Regions from separate parts of the Sus scrofa genome. Here region 2 is linked to region 1. Evidence: chromatin contacts called from public Hi-C data. All regions are on one chromosome and are shown on one strand. The core of a region is the stretch at or near the end of the contact, and the rest is flanking DNA. Distances in the headings are between cores, read along the strand shown. Region 1 has its middle 49 kb from the start of WDR75. Region 2 overlaps SLC40A1 (solute carrier family 40 member 1).

The links. A called contact is a pair of places that touch in the nucleus more often than the background predicts.
Region 2: a contact with region 1 is called in a Hi-C map of fetal liver, with 1.7 times the contacts expected there. The contact joins two enhancer-like sites. A contact is called at or near these places in 2 of 5 promoter capture datasets (fetal liver and liver), 10 of 47 Hi-C or Micro-C datasets (embryonic fibroblasts, fetal liver, heart right ventricle and 5 more) and 1 of 2 datasets of contacts at active chromatin or transcription factors (skeletal muscle).

What each region holds. Positions count from the first base shown.
Region 1 is chr15:94,027,282-94,033,190 of Sscrofa11.1, forward strand. No RefSeq gene overlaps it. Among named protein-coding and RNA genes, the nearest start is that of WDR75, 49 kb to the left of the region's middle. Within about 2 kb of position 3,345, at least 1 of the 83 cell types and tissues checked has an H3K27ac peak or open chromatin away from gene starts, as enhancers often do. A contact at or near this core is called in fetal liver, where this site is marked.
Region 2 is chr15:94,146,845-94,152,753 of Sscrofa11.1, forward strand. It overlaps SLC40A1 (solute carrier family 40 member 1), which reads right to left. Exons shown (of 8, transcript XM_003483701.4): 5 at 5,180-5,306. Among named protein-coding and RNA genes, the nearest start is that of SLC40A1, 12 kb to the right of the region's middle. Within about 2 kb of position 3,342, at least 10 of the 83 cell types and tissues checked have an H3K27ac peak or open chromatin away from gene starts, as enhancers often do. A contact at or near this core is called in fetal liver, where this site is marked.

The DNA of each region.
Region 1 (5,909 bases), core at 2,095-4,594:
GTAAGAGAAGATAGGTTTACACTTACAGGTTTTTACAAAAAGTCAAAGTGAAAAAAGGGCCAAAGCTCGCCATCTATAATCAAGTCTATTTCCCAGTTTCCAAGGGCTCCCAGAAATCATATTCTACAACATGGCAGCACAGTCCCTGCAGTGGGGTAGCAAAAGATAATTGAACGTTTTAGTGCTTCACTGGATATTTGAGGCATTCTACTCACATCTCTCAGCACCAAGACGGGAGGAGGTTGACTTGCTTACTGTTGCACATGGACTCATAAAAAGCATTGCTGTTTCATCCTTGTGTAGGATCACATCTTTCATTGTTAGGTAACATGCAGTTAAAATAACAAAAGTGAGATTTGTCCCTCTTTCTACAAAAATTGTGATTTCCAAGATCTCAATGTAACCTGGTAACTTCATCTTTCTAGTGACCACTTCTTAAATGACCACCTTCTCCAGGCAGATGGGAAGTCACTGTACATGTGGTTGCAAACCACTCAGCAAGCCAAGAACTGAGTGTCACTTGGATTTGGGACAATCCTAGTCTCCTCCCTGAGGCTGCAATCATCTCATAACAGTTACTAAGAACATTAGAAAAATCATGTATGGTAAAGCTCTTAATAGAAATAGAAATTTTATATACAGATTACGCCAGCCAATTGGTAAATTTAGCCACCCTACCTGAAATGTAGGGTGAAATGAAATCTTCATGAACGGCAAAGGTATTTCAATTTCATTTGGAGGAATTACAGAAAGAATAAATCCAACTTGAGATTAACACTTGACGTTTATATATTGGCCGACAAACTTCTTTTTCAAACCCATTCCTTTACAACAAAAGAGCAAAGTATGAACTTTTAGAGTTCCCGTCGTGGCTCAGTGGTTAATGAATCCGACTAAGAACCATGAAGTTGCAGGTTTGATCCCTGGCCTTGCTCAGCAGGTTAAGGATCCGGCATTGCCATGAGCTGTGGTGTAGGTCGCAGACACAGCTCAGATCCCGCCATTGCTGTGGCTCTGGCGTAGGCCGGCAGCAACACCTCAGATTAGACCCCTAGCCTGGGAACCTCCATATGCCGCAGGAGTGGCCCTAGAAAAGGCAAAAAGAAAAAAAAGTATAAACTCTAGACTGAAAATATTTGGGTAACAGTAACAGAAACTAGCCCTCACAAGGGAGGGTAGAATTCTGAGGTGAATCCAATTTATGTCATGGAAATATAGCTCAACTTATAGCACATCCCCAGTTCACTGAATAATCACCCCATTTGTCCTTTATAAAACACATATTCAAGATGCAAAGCAGAATCATAGCAGGCTTGTAGAACTTTGGTGCATTATTGTCTACAGTACCACTTCCATTATACTCCTGCAAAAAGGATCTAGCCTTAATCCAATTATGAGAAAGAAAACAAGTAAGTCCAAACTGAGGGACATTCTGCAGAACTGAACTCAAAAATAACAGTCTTTAAAGAAGCTAGGGAACAATTACAGCTTAAGGGAGACTGAAAGAGACATAACTACATGCAATATGTGCTCTTTGGATCCTGGATGGGGCGGGGAGCTATAAAGGACATTTTGGAGGCACTTGGGGAAATTTGAATATATACAAATTTTAGATCTAGGATTACACTGTTAAATTTCCTGATGATGTTAAGTGAATTGTAGCCATGCCCTTATTCTTGAGAAATGTATGACGAAATATTTAGGCATGAAGTGTGATATAAACCATTTAAAATTCATAGTTAATATAAATGGTTCAGGGGGAAAAGCATGTATGTACTGATGCAAATTTAGCAAAATGTTAACCCTTGGTAAACCTAAGCAAAGAGTATATGGATATTCAATACACTCATAAATTTTCCATAAGTTGAAAGTCTTTAAAAATACAAAAAAAAAATCAAAAAATTATATAAAAATTCTACTTCAGCTCTATTATTTCAGGACCAAGCCTCTGCAATCCTGTCTAGGTTTCTTTAGCTTGTCGCCAAAACTACTCATATTCTTCACATGGTAAGTCTCCTGATGAGTTCATTCTTTCCTCCTGGAGTTTTACCCCCTCAACTTTCCTACCTTTTCCTCTTAGGCAGTGCATCCAGTTCCAGCTTTGATAACACCACTCTTTGCTTGTCTGCCTTATTCTCAGCTCCTTTGCCCTCCCTTGCATTTATCTTGCTCTCCTACTCTATTCCATTAGGACCAGTTGTCATCCTCCAAGTTGAGTTCTGAGATCTTTGCCATTCCATGTTTCCTGCATTAAGAGCACTAAGTACTCTTGCTCACATGATTCTCATTATGTGACATAATCTGCATTTCTGCCCTGTCTTCAGTCTCTTAATTTGGGAAATCTTTGAATTCCTACTGACTATATGCCTAAATCTATTCCACTCTATCCCTGTGCTGTATCCAACCTATGTAACACTCCTCTCACCCCTCCAGCCCCTGTGACCAATTCACAACTTTGGTAGAAAATATCCTATTGACTTCATAAATCTAAAAGAGGAAACACTGGACACTACAAAATATACCAATATGTCCATGTCCCTTAAATAAACGAGCTTGACCCCTGGGAGCACATGTGCAGCCTGCCACTACAACAGTTGCCAATGCGACCGGGTGCCAACCTTTGCCTTTACTTCCCTAGGAGCGTGTGTGCCCTACAGCTGCCCCCAAAGGGCCCGCAACTGGGTGCCAAGGGCTGGCCTCTGCCAGGCTCCAGGAGGAGTCATAAAAGCTACTGCCATCTCTCATGGACTATATACCTGGTCACTGCCCAGCTCTGGGTGCAAGAGTGAACCACTACCACTACTGAGTACTCCTGGGCCAGGCACCAGCTGCCATATCTGCACACCTACTATCAAGGAGATAACAGCCAGCACATGCCAAGGAAATAGATGATAGGCACCCATACTTAAAACAGCTCTGCACCTAAAGAGTAAGAGCTGAAATCTCCCTTGTGCACATTGTGGATTTACACCTTTCCTGCCAGCCTTATAATTCAGCACTGGTGGAACATCTGAACCAACAAGTGCTCCTGCCCCTGAGACAGGTCTGGCTTTAGTAGCCATGGACTCTCTGGGCATGTAAATGCAGGGGTTGGACCAGGACAGAGTGTGAGCTGCCTCCATAGATTCTACAGTGAGCCCAGGAGCACTGATAGTGCAGTCCTGAGTCCTGATTTCAGTGGATCTACACAGGTGACCTAGTGAAAACAATGCTTGGGAGACACCAGCCCAATTGCAGACAAACAGTTAAGCTGGGACCCAAATCAATGCCAACACAGTGTAATCTATGGGCCCACACATGAGGAAAAAGTGACACAACAGAGCACATGCACAGGTGAACAGCTCCTGGTAAGAAATACTCAGTGGCTCCTCTCCCAGCGGGAGTGCTGCCAACTCACCAACATCACACTGAAGATCAGAACCACAGCTCAGAAGCAGATCTGGTGGCTCCTTCCTACTCCAACAACTAGGGAGCAAATCCTGCCCCACCACCATCACAGTGACAACCATGGAGCAATCAGGTGTCCCCGCCCCCAAATCAAGAGCAGGCTTGGGTCACCACGACATCAATCATGCATCCTATCAAGGGGACAGGGGCCAGCACACACTGAGGAAAGAGGTAACAGACTACCTAAAGTCATACTGAGCTGATAGCCACCTCTAAACACACCCCTTGACAGAGCCCTGACTACCAGAGGAACACAACCTAGCTCCACCCACAAGTGCAAAGACACCAGTTCCTCCAACCAGGAAGCCTGCACAAGCCCCTGGGCTAACTTTACCCACCAGAGGGCAGACACCAGAAGCAAGAGAAACTACAACCCTGCAGGCTGCAGAAAGGAGACCACAAAATATAGAAAGTTAGACAAAATGAGATGACAGAGAAATATGTTTCAGACAAAGGAATTAGATAAAACCCACAACAACAACTAAATGAAGAATAGGCAATCTGAAAAAGAATTGAGAGTAATGATAGTAAGATCTCAGGGAATAGATGCACAGATGAAGAAGTTACATGAAATATTTGATAAAGAGGTGGAAGACTTAAAAAGCAAGCAAACAGATGAACAACACAATATCTGAAATCAAAAAGACACTAGAAGGAATCAACAGCACAATAACTGAGGCAGAAGAAAAAATTAGTGAGGTGGAAGATAGTGTAGTGGAAATCACTACCATGGAAGAATAAAGAAAAAAGAATGAGAAGTAATGAAGACAGTCTAAGAGACCTCTGGGACAATATTAAATGTACCGACATTCACATCATAGGGGTCCTGGAAGGAGAAGAGAGAGAGAAAGGGCGTGAGAAAATATTTGAAGAGGTTATAGCTGAAAACTTTTCCAGTATGAAAAAAACACTCGAGTCAAGGAAGTGCAGAGAGTTCCATACTGGATAAACACAATGAGAAACATGCTGACATTGATTGATCAAACTAACAAAAATTAAATACAAAGAAAAAAATTTAAATCAACAAGGGGAAAGCAATAAATATCGTACAAGGTGAACCCCTATAAGGTTACCAGCTGATTTTTCAACAGAAACTCTACAAGGCCAGAAGGGACTGGCAAGAGACATTTAAAGTGATGAAAGGGGGAAAAGACTTCAACAAAGAATACTCTACCCAGCAAGGCTCTCATTCAAATTCCATGGAGAAAGCAAAAGCTTTATAGACAAGCGATCCTAAAAGAAGTCAACACCACCGAACTAGCTTAACAACCAATGCTAAAGGTAATTTTCTAGTTTGAAACATAAAAGTAGGAAATCATCTATAGACAGATGTCATATCAAAACCAACAATCATGAGGAGAGGATGAATGCAGAATATTGAAATTGCATTTGAAATTAAGAGACCAGCAACTTTAAGCATTTTTGTACATACATAGAATGCTAGTTCAAAACCTTGTGGGAACAACAAACCAAAAACTACAATAGACACACTCAGAAAAAGCAATTCAAAAACAGCACTGAAGATAGTTATCAAATCACAAGAGAACAAATGAGGAAAGGAAGAATAAAATCCAACAATAACAAATCCAAATCAATGAAGAAAATGACAATTAGCACATACATATTGATAATTACCTTGAATATAAATGGATTAAATTCTCCAACCAAAGACACAGACATGCTGAACAGCAAAAGACTTGCCTATAAGAGACCCACTTCAGACCTAGGGACACACGCAGACTGAAAGTGAGGGGATAGAAGATATTCCATGAGGCAGAAATCAAAAGAAAGCTGGAGTATCATCACTCAAACCAGACAAATAGACTTTAAAATAAAGAATGTTGCAAGAGACAAAAGACATTACCAAATGATCAAGGGACCTATCCAAGAAAAAGATATAACAATTTAAGTATATATGCACCCAACATATGAGCACAGAAATATATAAGGTAACTGCTAACAACAATAAAAGGAGAAATCGACATTAACACAATAATAGTGGGGGACTCTAACACCCTACATTTGGCAATGGACAGATCATTAAAACAGAAAATCAATAAAGAAACACAGGTCTTAAATGACACAATAGACCAGATAGATTTAATTGTTAGTTATAGAACATTTCATCCAAAAGCAGTAGAATACACTTTCTTCTCAAGTGCACATGGAATATTCTCCAGGATAGATCACATCTTGGGCCGCAAATCAAGCCTCATTAAATTTAAGAAAATTGAAACCATATCAAGAATTTTTTTTCCAACTATAACACAATGAGACTAGAAATCAACCACAAGAAAAAAAACTGCAAAAAGAAAAACACCCCACAAAAAAAAAAAAAACAACAAATGGATCACTGAAGAAATCAAAGAGAAAATCAGAAAATACCTAGAGTCACATGACAACAAAGACACAATGACCAAAAACTATGGGATGCAAAAGCAATTCTATGAGGAAAGTCTATA
Region 2 (5,909 bases), core at 2,092-4,591, 120 kb after region 1:
AATGTCTGATTGAAGTTGGTTTAAGTGACTGCTGCTAACTTCAGGGGACACCACTTCTATTATATTTTAAGTGAGTGGCACTCCCTGGATTCATAATGGGGCCGACATTATAAAAAGCAAGGCCCCAACCAAGGAAAGGAATTAGAAAGAGTGAACATTGATATTTTTTGTTAAGTTCTGCTCAGAAAGAGAATAAAGAAATGGCATGGTAGAGGAGTAGAGACAGGGATTTTTAAGAAGAGTAAATTATATATGATATCAAATTATATCATGTTTATATGTTGATGCGAATGTTACAGTAGATGAGAAGGTATGGCATCTAAATCTATGGCACAAGTGGCAGAGCTGTTCTCAGAGAGGAGTGCAAGCAATTCATCAATAGCACAAGAGTGGAGGTCATGTAAATGGCCTCAGGTGGAAGGAGGAAGAGCGATGTGATGGTGGAAGCACTTGGAAGTTCTCTTCTCATTTTTCCATTTTTTCAGTAGAATACAAAGCCAGGTCATCAGGGAAGGTAAGGATGGGAGAGGAGATATTGAATGCATAAAGAGAAAGGAGAAAGTCCAAAATAGTTCTTTAGGAAAGTGGGAGAAGGAAAGCACCAGAGAAGAGTATGATCAGCTGGCAGCATGAAAGGCCCCATATGAATCCAGTGGTTATGAACTTTAAGTGAGAACAGTGAGCAAAGGCATACATTTTTCACCAGCCAAGTTCTACTACGGAGAGGGTCTTATATAAGGAAAGTGACAAAAGGAGAGGCTAAGTGAGCTGAGAGTATATGCTAAGAGGCATCCCAGGGTCAGAACGACTGACCTTGGAATTGAAGCTGGGTAAGGAGGGGACACAAGAGGGGTCATGTGCAGTGAATAGGTAGTAGAGTAATTACTCGTTGGTGCCAACCAGGCTGGAGGAGTGCTGGGGCTGGGGTCCCAGGAGGAGTGAGCTGGAAAGATAGGAGGTCTTGGATGCCAAAGATTGAGATTATGGAAGTGGACTCTGGGAACATATAGCTGAGTCACAGTGGAGAACAGGATGAATGAAGGAGAGGAAGTCAAGAAAATGAACTACTTTCTCATTCTCTATCTCATAGAGCAGAGCAAAGATTACTGAGACAAGTCCTTACAATCATGTGGGGCTCCTTAAGGAAAAAGCAATACGTGACTAATAAGAACATTAACAGAAAATTGCCATTATGCCTTCTCTAGTTCTTCCTGGTGCTCACCAGCCTTCCAATCAGCCCTATGTGTGTATAATGCTTATATGATAACAGGAGAACTTTGACATATTTCACCTTTCACTTAAGAGGTAAAGGCAGTTTCATTGATCGTATGTACACACGACCGTTTTTGCAGAGTTGAAGTCCACCATTCTATCTGCCCCCCAGTAATAAGTTCCTAACAGGGAGGTATAGAATTGACCCAAAGAACTCAATAATTTGAGTCCAAAAATCAAGTACTAGTGAAAATATTCCATCTGCCCCCCAGTAATAAGTTCCTAACAGGGAGGTATAGAATTGACCCAAAGAACTCAGTAATTTGAGTCCAAAAATCAAGTACTAGTGAAAATATACACTTGGATCTGAAACCCTCTGAAAAACAACAAAATTTAGTTAAAATGATTTGTTTCTCATTCATTACCTCTGTTTCAAGTGCTCATAAACTTTCTAATGTCACCAATGTCTTTTATTTAGAATTTAGAAATGTCTAAGGAAGCTAATAAATAATGTTTAGATGTAATATAGTGTCAGAGAATGGCTCTTATTTTTCTAAAGCAGAACAAATTAAATGATAACTTTTCAAAAAGACCTAATCATTTTACTGGTAACCAGCTAGAGAAAAATCAGTCCTCTGAATGTGCAAACCCATTTTTTTTCTGCACATTTATATTTATTCCCATGCAGATACACAAATGTGTGCTCATTTAATTCCAACTGAACTGTTTGCAGCTACAGCTGTGGCACAGAACATGACTTCAATAACTACTTGCTATTTTAAAGGGTATATTACATCTCATAGACTCATAGTAAAGAAAAGATTTGCTGAGCAAATAGCGGCTGGCAGGTTCGTCTACCTCAAATGTGAAATCAATGTTCAGTCAATATAATTCAAACAAGAAATTTATCTGCCATACTTGATGCCAGCAGATGTTTCTTTAGAATGGTGGACGAGAAAAACCTCAGAAGCTATTAATAAAGAGTAATTAACAAAGGAAATGGAGAAGAAAATAAAATAACAGATGGAGTAAAACGTCTGGGAAAGGAAGTGTTTCAAACAGGCTGAGGGTCATGGCTGGAGGGAGTGTTTTAATAAAACAGTAAATCAATTACCTAGACAAATTAGCTAAAAGATTAATTAACAGCATTTTTGTAAGAAAAGAATATCTTTTCTGGAGCTGTCTAAACTAGATGATAACAGCTATATTTTGACCTGATGTTACTGAAATTTTAAAACTTTTCCACCTTCCAGGGAAAATTTCTCTTGTTCTTTACCCTCAGTGGTACTACCTCCCAGTTAAAAAATTACTCTGAAATTAAGAAACACTGGGATGAGGGAATGAGTAGTCAGCATCCAGCTCATAACCTTCCCTCTTTATGGGCTCACGCCTTCTTTCTCTCTCTCTCCAACACACACACACTGCACACAGGTTCAGCTGGCTCTGCCCAGTCTCCTGCTTGGTTTCTTTGCCAGCAACCTCAAAAATCTCAAAATACGGAGTTCCTGTTGTGGCTCAGAGGAAATGAACCCGACTAGTATCCATGAGGATGCTGGTTCAATCCCTAATCTTGCTCAGCAGGTAAAGGATCCAGCATTGGCGTGAGCTCTCGTGTAGGTCACAGATGCAGCTCGGATCTGGCATTGCTGTGGCTGTAGTAATAGGCCAGGAGCTGCAGCTCTGATTTGACCCCTAGTTTGGGAACTTCCATATGCCATGGGTGTGGCCCTAAAAAGACCAAAAAAAAAAAAAAATCAGCCTGCATAAACATAAATTATTCCTGACTGGAGTAGGTTTCTGTGTACAGAGACCCAAAATCAAAAGGACCCAAGGCGGCAGCTGGAGTCTCCTCCTCAAATGCTTTTCCCCTTTCTCTTCTATTTTTCCTTTACCCTCCTTTTTTTCTGTTCTGTAATTCTGTCTGATAGCAGAAATGGTACCAAAAATCCATGGTTACAGCCTGGTTAACTTTCAAATGGAAGAAGTTTTTGTTTCTTGTTTTGAAGCAAGGTTTGTTTTGAAGCATGGTTTTTAGTTAATTTTTAAACAAAATGTGGAGGTCAAAACCTGAGGAAAAAGTCCATGGAGGGTTTCCTTTGCTGGGCTACTAACCCACACTACTGGCTGGATGGGAAAGAGCCCTGCTTACTAAACTAATTCACAGAGGACAAGAGTTCATTGGGCAGCTTACTTCCTTTCTTAAACTTGAGAAACTCCAGGTCAGAAAGTACACTTGTTAGCCTGGATTCTTCCTCTCAGCAATAATTCCCCACATAAAGAAAGATAGCTGAGAAATGGCCAGCCATATTTTTATTATTTTCCTGGAATATCACTTTGGACTCAGAAAGATTGCCCCAAAGTTACGTGGAATTTTTTTGTTTTTTTGTTATTTATTTATTTTAGATATTTAGCACAAAATGAAATATTCTGAGTAACTTTCTCTCTACTCAGGGCTTTTTTTTTTTTTTCAATTACAGACATATAGACTTCCAAGAGTCAATACGAGTTAAGATATTCAGAGAAGAGAATTATCTTAAATGCCAACTTTTCCCCAAAAATGTATTCCAACAGATACATATGTGATATATTTTCAAAATATACCCTTCTGTATCCTTTGAATTTTAAAACATGGACATGTGGTACATCCTTAAAATACTACACTAAAAAGAGAAAATAAAGAACAGGGAAGAAACACTGGGGGGAAAAAAAAAGGACAAAGCCTTATCTTTTAATTCAATGTGGCTAAAAGAGATATGGAATTATTTCCTATAAGTAAATAATCACAGGAAGAAAAGTTAGTGAGAATCACTGCTTTAGCTCCAAAGAGAAGTCTGCATCACAGACTCACATGTGCTAAATTCATTTCCTCACTCACCAACCTCTAAGATCACTGCTGTATTTCTATCTTGAGCAATATTATTACTGCTACCACAGAGTGATGACTAAAGCAAATTCTTTTTCTTCATTTAGACCTTACATAGATTTTGTTCGCTTTCTCCCAACTTTCTTTTATCTTTTTTAACCACATGTCCAGTCAAACAAAGTTGCTTGCTCACCCCAGTACCTAATCTCTCTTCCATGTCCTGGGATAAGCCAACTGTAGTCATCAGGAATGGTTTTCTTGTCAGTCAGGATGGTTAGGCAATGTGTCTGTGATACCCATTATCTCAATGGCCAGGAGAGTTAATTCAGCTGACCTGATCAGCAGATATGTATACCCCTCCTCCTTTACTCTGTGTAATTTCAATCCAATTTGTGTCTGGGTGCTGTATGGGGCTGGGGGAGGTAGGGAATATTGAGTGAAGTAGGTTATTCACGGCCCAAGTAATATTGATGCAATGGACATGTTGCTTTGTAAGCATTCTTCAGCCTTTATTTGCCCTCTTGTATATATTTCCAATGGACAATAAAGACATAAACTTCCTAAAAAACCTATGTTCTGTCCTCCATTTCTTTAGTATTTGTAAAAGCAATTACATCATGCATAATATAATAACAATTATAATAACAATTATAACTTTAAAGTTGAAGGAATTAACTAGAAGTTATAGACTTAAGTTGTTTCCATTTGGTTTGGATAAAAATAATATCCATAATATGACCAGTTAATACTGGTAATAATTTTTATAGTATGACTGAAAAAAATCCCATGTCAGATTTTCACTGTTCTAAGCATTAATTAAACATTTGGAAACAGTTAACAGAATTTAAAAGAAAGAAAGAAAGAGGTCAAAAGAAATGTTCTTCTAATTTGCCAGGTTTACTTAGAATAAAAGAGAAGGTCACTCTTCTATATATTAGCTTCAGAGCAGTGAGACAAATCTTTGCACTGGTAAGAAAAAGACTATGTTTTCAATTGACTATTCTTTAAAAATACTCAGAAAAAGGCATAAGTGTAATTTATTACCACTGATTTGTAGTGAATCCTAATATAACCCATTTTAGTAGAAAGAGAAAACCAAATTACCTGCTAATTTGCTTCTGTCTTCTCCTGCAACAACAACAATCCAATCCCTTTGGATTGTGATTGTAGTAGCAGTACTGGCCAAATTTGCAATATTTGCAATAGTGATGATCAAGATATAGCAGGAAGTCTAAAGAATTACAGGGAAAAACTGATAAAAGTGTCAGTTTTACCACACTGTACCTATCTCACTATACAATATAATTTAAAATGGTCTTTGATGACATAGAAATAAATTTTTATTTAAATTTCATTTCACAAAATCATAAGAAACCATTTTACTTTGTAGACATGAAACAATAAATACCAGTGGCCATGTTAAAAGGCATATTTTTCTAGTCTATATTATCTGTGGTACACATCATACAAAAATGCTAATGGTCATATGCACATTTATGTGACATAGTTGTCATAAAGTGTTAACATAGGGCTAGTTTTTACTTCCCCCACAAATATGTCCTTTGGAAAAAATATTGAGGGGGTAGTAAGAAAACCTTTATTTAAATCAGAGTCTGACACTTTCCAGTTGATAATGGGCAATCAGCAAAAATCACTTTGTCTTAATTTTTTTCAACAACAAAATGAAGAGGACAGAAGATTTATTGTCCTACCTGGCTTTGAAACTCTACAATATTAGTCAAAAATATGTAATAAGATTCAACAATGACATCAAATCTATTGTTTTCCACTATACCCATCTCTCTCTTCTTTTCCATTAAACTATCATGAAATC